2 separate regions of the Gossypium hirsutum genome follow, and region 1 is linked to region 2. A link is a contact called in public Hi-C data. All regions are on one chromosome and are shown on one strand. Each heading gives the region's core, a stretch centred on a gene start, on an enhancer-like site or on the middle of the called end of the contact. The rest is flanking DNA. Distances are from core to core; before and after follow the strand shown.

Evidence for each region. A called contact is a pair of places that touch in the nucleus more often than the background predicts.
Region 1: a contact with region 2 is called in a Hi-C map of leaf, with 3 times the contacts expected there. The contact joins the promoter of LOC107950248 here to the promoter of LOC107885971 in region 2. A contact is called at or near these places in 4 of 34 Hi-C or Micro-C datasets (all in leaf).

Annotation. Positions count from the first base shown.
Region 1 is chrA03:9,622,341-9,625,711 of Gossypium_hirsutum_v2.1, forward strand. It overlaps LOC107950248 (methylsterol monooxygenase 2-2), which reads right to left and starts at 2,057. Exons shown (of 7, transcript XM_016885060.2): 1 at 1,748-2,057; 2 at 666-803; 3 at 355-500; 4 at 71-190. The coding sequence starts at 1,777. It overlaps LOC107950247 (eukaryotic translation initiation factor 3 subunit G), which reads right to left. Exons shown (of 2, transcript XM_016885059.2): 2 at 2,948-3,371. The coding sequence ends at 3,137.
Region 2 is chrA03:9,419,135-9,422,202 of Gossypium_hirsutum_v2.1, forward strand. LOC107885971 (putative pentatricopeptide repeat-containing protein At5g37570) reads right to left here and starts at 1,576. Exons shown (of 2, transcript XM_016809744.2): 1 at 1,104-1,576; 2 at 1-1,102. The coding sequence starts at 1,361.

The sequences.
Region 1 (3,371 bases), core at 807-3,306, 200 kb after region 2:
CAAAAGATCCAAGTGAGAACACTATTGTTCATAGTTTTAACTAGTACAAGCACCTAACATTGACACTTACTCATGATGAACACTGTGCACATGCTTGTACAGCCATTTTGTATGTAAAAAACGATGTCCCCAGTAAAACACAAAATCCTCCAGGATGAAATAGAATATTATCTGTGACAGAACCACTTTCCTGCCAACCAGATCCAGCTAGTTAGAGCTCTGAAACTAAGAATTTAATTTCATGCAGGTATATCTATGGAGAACATACTTCAGGACTAGTAATGAAGGTATTATGTCTGAATATGGTAAAAAGGAAGGGAAAAAAGCTCTAGCACATAAAGAACCTGTAAATACCAGGATGGAAATGGCAGACTACTCTTCATGCCCATGAATCTGAAGAAAGGATAAGATGCAATCATAAGCGGAAGGTTGACACCAATGTGATACAGAAGCAGGCGGGTGATACATTTTTCCTGAGCAGCAAGGCTGTTGTTTTTCGTCTATATAGAAACATAAATTACAAATGAAACAGATTTATTATGAATTCCACTAGAAAAAATACAAAGAAAGGATATTTTTTGTTATTAACAGCATTCATCCCCACAAATTTTATGTCAACAAAGTAAAAACGGTTGATAACAATACCAGCAATGAAGGGAGTTAACCTGAATCTTGTATTTGCTCAGCAATCCAGCTCTTTCCAGATATATAAATGGAAGTCCGGATAAGAAGAAAACACTTTCGTGAAGAAAGAAACTTCCTAGACTTGCTAGTTGGAAGTCACTGAAATGCGTGATCAGATACTGCATGGCGAACAAAGAAGATTTTCAGGGAGAATGTATTATATCTGATGACATAAACTGCTGTTCTAAGCTTAAAAACATCAGTGGTAGTGTTCAAACTAATGAACAAGGTCACTGTCACTGAAATGTGTGATCCAATATTGCATGGTGAACAAAGAAGATTTCAGGAAGAATTTCTTACACCTTAGAACATAAACCACTATTTCGGAGCTTAAAAGATCACATTATTGCTCAATGTAGATTAATAAACATTGCATCCAGAAGTGAAATCAATAAGCACAATTAGACACATTTACATTTTACCTGGAAAAAAGGGGAAAGGATCGATGAAAATGAATCGAAGCTTCATTAAGGTCCTTTGCTAGAGACCAATGAGATATAGGATAAAAGGAAACACTTGCAAGAAACACATATTCAACATTAACAACAAAGTCCTCAAATCTAGATTTCAATCTCAGGTACTTGTTACTGTAAGTAAACATACATTTTGTTTTGAACTGTAAGTAACATCCTAGATGAACTAATTAATGAAGAAGCCATTCTAGCAACAAATATATACACATAGTGAAACAGTGACCTGAATTCAAAACTAAAAACAATCTCCAATTTCGTAGCTATATAATCATTTGCAACACTTAAAATGCATTTCAAATTGTAAGAGACAAGAAAACCAAAGAGCATTATTCAATCAAACACTGCCTTGTAAAAATCGAAGATCAACATCCACCATTAGCCATCCAAATGTACCTTGATGTCACCATCCAAAAACAACTAAAACAAACAAAAATATAAATAATCCAATCGACCCAAACTTGAGATTTAACTATCTTTACATACAAAACCAAAAAAAAAAAACCAACAAAGATAGATCCATAACAAGTAATGGGCAGTGGATAAAAAAACTGAAAAAGCAACAAGAAAGAAGGAAAAAGAAAGAGCTTTACCAGCCACCCAGATTCAATAATGGCAGCCATGAGAGCTTGAAAGTGAAAAAAAAGAAGAAGCTAATTGATCTCCACAATGTTGCTTTCACAATAATAAAATCTTTTTGGAGAGAGAGATGGAGGGTAAAGAGACAGAGAGTGAATATTGAGAGAAGCAAAAAAAAAACCACGAGATGAGTACAGACTGTCGAAAGGAATCTGGGCTCTATTCATGGGCCCCTTGTTTTTATGCATGTAATTTCATCACACAGTAAGAAAACAAACTCCAAAATCACTACTTTTGCAGTGTAAGAAATTCTAACATGTGGACGGTAGAAGTTTTCAAGTTTGAACTGACATTTTAAAAGGAAAAAAAATAGGTTTTTTCTTAGGTTCTCCACTTTTGCCTTTTAATGTTTTTTCACTTTTCTTTTCAAGTTTGAACGTGTGTGGGTTTTGGCCTTTTCCTATTAGTTTGATTCTTAAATGATCCTTCAATTATTAACTTTAATATATTTAAAATTTAAGTGTTCAATCAAAAACTCTTCAATTTTATTAACCTTGTTTTTTCTTAATACGTTATATATATACATGATTTATGTGTTTTAATTATATTTTATTTTAAAGTAATATTTAATTTCTAAATTTACAATTCGACTAACAGGCCAACAGCTATTGTCAATTATGTTATATAAAATGAGAGTTTAAGTTCAATATCTAGAAACTCTACTCGTTTCTCCAATTATCAGAAAGAAAAAAAAAAATCAGATTAACTGAAGTACCCTAATAATAATTTTGCAAATAATTGGTGAAATTAAAACATAATTTCCAAAACTTCTTAAAAATTAAACATAAAACTCTCTAATGTACTCTTTATACTTTTAGAATTTACTCTTTATTTTTCAATTTAGAATTTACTCTTTATTTTTTAATTTTCAAAATTCGAGTACACGTGAATAAGGCTTTACCAAGGGTCAATGCCTCTTAAACAAGGTTTTAGACTCAGATTTTGCGAAAAAAATATTATTAGAGTCTACTTTATTCTCATATAAAAAAAAGTTGTTCAAGATGTACTTTCTTCGGATTATCCACATATTTCATCTTATTCATTAACCATAAGCAGCCATGGAAGGTCTCATTCATTGTTCAAAGATGCAAAGCAAGACTTGTATTTAAGTAAATGTGAGCTGATGAAATGAAAAACCAACTGCAATAACCAAATCAATGCAAAATACTAAATGCTACCCATATTACATATGACAAAGAAGAATACACACAAGTCAGATACTATTTAAGAGTCAACTAAATAGAAGACAAAATCTCATCAGCCATGGATAGATATATATAAGCATTTAAAAGGTGGCCTAAACCTTTTATTTAAGTAATAAACCCTAAACTAAAACACACAATCTAGTTTGTTCTTGGTGTAGCCCATTCAACTCTCAGGATGAGATTATCATAACCATAGCCATTGAGTTTGTTTATAGCTCTCTGGGCATCATCCTTGTTCACAAAATTAACGAAACCAAAACCCCGACTCATGCCAGTCTTCTGGTCAATGGCAACATAAACTCGACTTACTGCACCAAATGGCCGGAAAAGCTCGTGCAAGTCAGCTTCCCGGGTGTCCTCCGAAAGATTAGTG
Region 2 (3,068 bases), core at 326-2,825:
GTCCTGTTCGACTTAAAAGATCAACCATGCAAGCATAATGATCCGGCGTAGGAACCATGGAGTATTCGTTTTTCATGATTTCAAAATAATGCCAACCTTCCTCAACAAGGCCAGCACCGCTACAAGCATTCAGAATAATAGTGAAGGCTACTTCATCTGGAACCAGCCCTTCGCTTATCATCCTATTGAAAAGCTCAATAGCTTGAGCCTCTTGACCATGGATAGCCAATCCTTGTATCATTGAGCAATATGAAATCAAATCCCGTTTTGGCATCTCCTCAAACAACTTAGCTGCTCTAGCCATGTTTCCACACTTTGCATTCATATCAATAAGAGCTGCCAAAACGTGTGCTTGTCTAACATCAATATCACTTCGGCTTAGATAACCATCAACCCGTTTAGCCAATTTCAAACTACCCACCTGAGAACAGGCAGACATCAAGCTAACCAGAATATATTTATCCGGTTTAACATCCATTTCTGACATTCTAATAAACATTTTGACAGCCTCATTTGGTTGACCATTTTGTTCATATCCCGAAATCATTGCTGACCACGCAAAGATATCTCTCTCCGGAGCCTGCTCAAACAAAAACATTGCTGATGCCATATCGCCAGCCTTTGCATATCCATCAATCATCATCGTATAAGAAATCACATTTCTTTCAGGCATCTCATCGAACACTTTCCGAGCAGTCACTAAATCCCCTGTTTTGACCCACCACCCCATCAAAGCATTCCATGTAGCCACATTCCTCTCCGGCATCAAATCAAACACTCTCTTAGCTTCCACAATATCACCAACATTAATATGCCCAACAACCAAAGCCGTCCAAGACACAACATTTCGCTCAGACATTTCATCAAACACTTTCTTCGCATTCAATATTTCCTTAATTTTCGCATAAAAATCAACCAAACTTGTCCCAACAAAAACATCTCTTTCGCATCCACTTCTTAAAGCTAACCCATGAAGCACTTTCCCTTCCCATGCCTTAACCTCACTCGAACAAGCTTTGATCACCAAAGGGTAGGTGTACTTATCAGGAAGCCCACCTTCACTCTTCATACGGATAAAAAGCGACATGGTTTGAAAAAAAAGAGGAATTTTTAGAGTACCCATTGAGGAGACAGTTCCAAAGGAAAGTGCTGGGCTGGAGAAAGCTATTGAAAATGGAAGCGGAGAGAGAGAGGGAAGTGGAAAGGGAAATACAAAGGCTGATGAGATATTGATCTTGGTGCAGGCCCTTCTTAATTATGTGGGCGTGGATTTGGTGAAGCTGGTTTTGGGATTTGCAAGACCTGAGAAGGGTTGAGAGAGAAGGGAGAGTATGGGGGAAGTGATGGAGAGAAATTGGCATGGGAGGGAAAATGGTTTAGTGTGGCAAAGTTTTCTTTCCCTTTCCTCGAATTCTATCGAAATAAGTGCGCGAGTGCGGCATTGCGCCTAAGGTGAAATTATCCCAATAGTAAGAGAATTGTTGGAGCCAAAGTTTAAAAAAAAAAATAGATTGTTGGTTTAACCGGTTTTTAACTTAATTGGTCCGATTTATACAATCATTGATCTAATTTATGAAAAATAGAAAATGAGTGAAAATATAGAGAACTATTTTCAGAACAAATTTTTTTTTAGCCTAGGAAATACCGACAACAGTTGTACAAAGTCGTAAACGCCATCCAAATTTATAATGGAGAACAAAAATAAAGGTCAAGAGAAGAATTAAATAATGAAATGTTGTAATGATACTTTAAATCCACTAAAAACCCAGGGGCCAAAATTAGCTAGATTCACCTGTGAACACTTGGAAATCAAAAGCCTCTATCTTAGATTGAACTCCCCATGTCGAAAGCAGGCTGAGAAGCCAAAAAGCTTGGGCTTTCTTCTATCCAAAATTTATCCTTTTGAGATTTTCTTTCTTTGATTGGTCAGTCCGTTTTGGTTTTCAACATCCTTGGTTGGGGTTGCCCAAAGTTTGTTAACCTTCTCCGACGTTACCTATAGAAGGTGTTAGATCTATCACCAATCGCTCGATCGAGAAGGGATTGGATTGCTTTAAGAGCCCTCATTCAACAAAAGATATTCATGTGATTATTGTAGAGGTCACCACCAAATTATATTAAGGTTCATTAGGATGTTGTCGCATTTAATAAATTTCAACATGATTAGTATTGAAGTAATAGGAGGCTTGTGAAATAATTCCACTTAATTTATTAATACAAACCTTTATTTATAGAATAGTTAAAATAGAACTAGGACAGAATAATAATTTAAAACAATTTAAAACTAGGAGAAAAGTTCTTTGAATATGTCAAGTCTTAAGATTACGTTATTACGCTTTTGCAAGATTGATGGTTGGTAGAGCAGCAATCTGGGGTTGACGATGACAAGAAAAGCTTGAACAATTTATGGTAAAGAACAGTGGGGTTTTCAACTAAGAACATATAATAATGAATTCTTGTTGTGAGTTGCGGCAGCGTAGAATTGAATTCAAGATGTGGTTTGACATCCATTAGGCAATACTCTTCAACCGACTACTAAGATAATTGAGTACAAACTTTGTCACTTTGATCTAGTAGATAGAAGTAGATGATTGGCTAGCAATAGAGAAAACTGATTAGGTGGTTTTGGTTTCAGTCAAAAAAGATTAATGGTGCGTTTGGTTTACTGTAATGGAATAGACTGTAATTGAATAGAGTTGCAATAAGTAATTCAACTGTTTGGTTAAATGGAATGAAATAGAACTGTAATAGTATTCTTGTGTTCGGTCGAATAGAATGATGTTGTAATAACATAAGGAAAAAAATTAAAATGACCAGAATACCCTCAACATAATTTTTTTAAGGTAGATGATTATTGTTATTGTTATTAAATTTTAATAAGATTATTATTGAAAATAATTTAATAAAAATAATAAATAGTTTAACCATATTTTAACATAATTATTATATATAATTTAATAACATTCTTAATATAATTATTATTATATGAATTAAAAAATCAAAATATATAATACTATAAAAATATATATAATCTACTTTATTATTTTTAAACTACAATACATATTTAA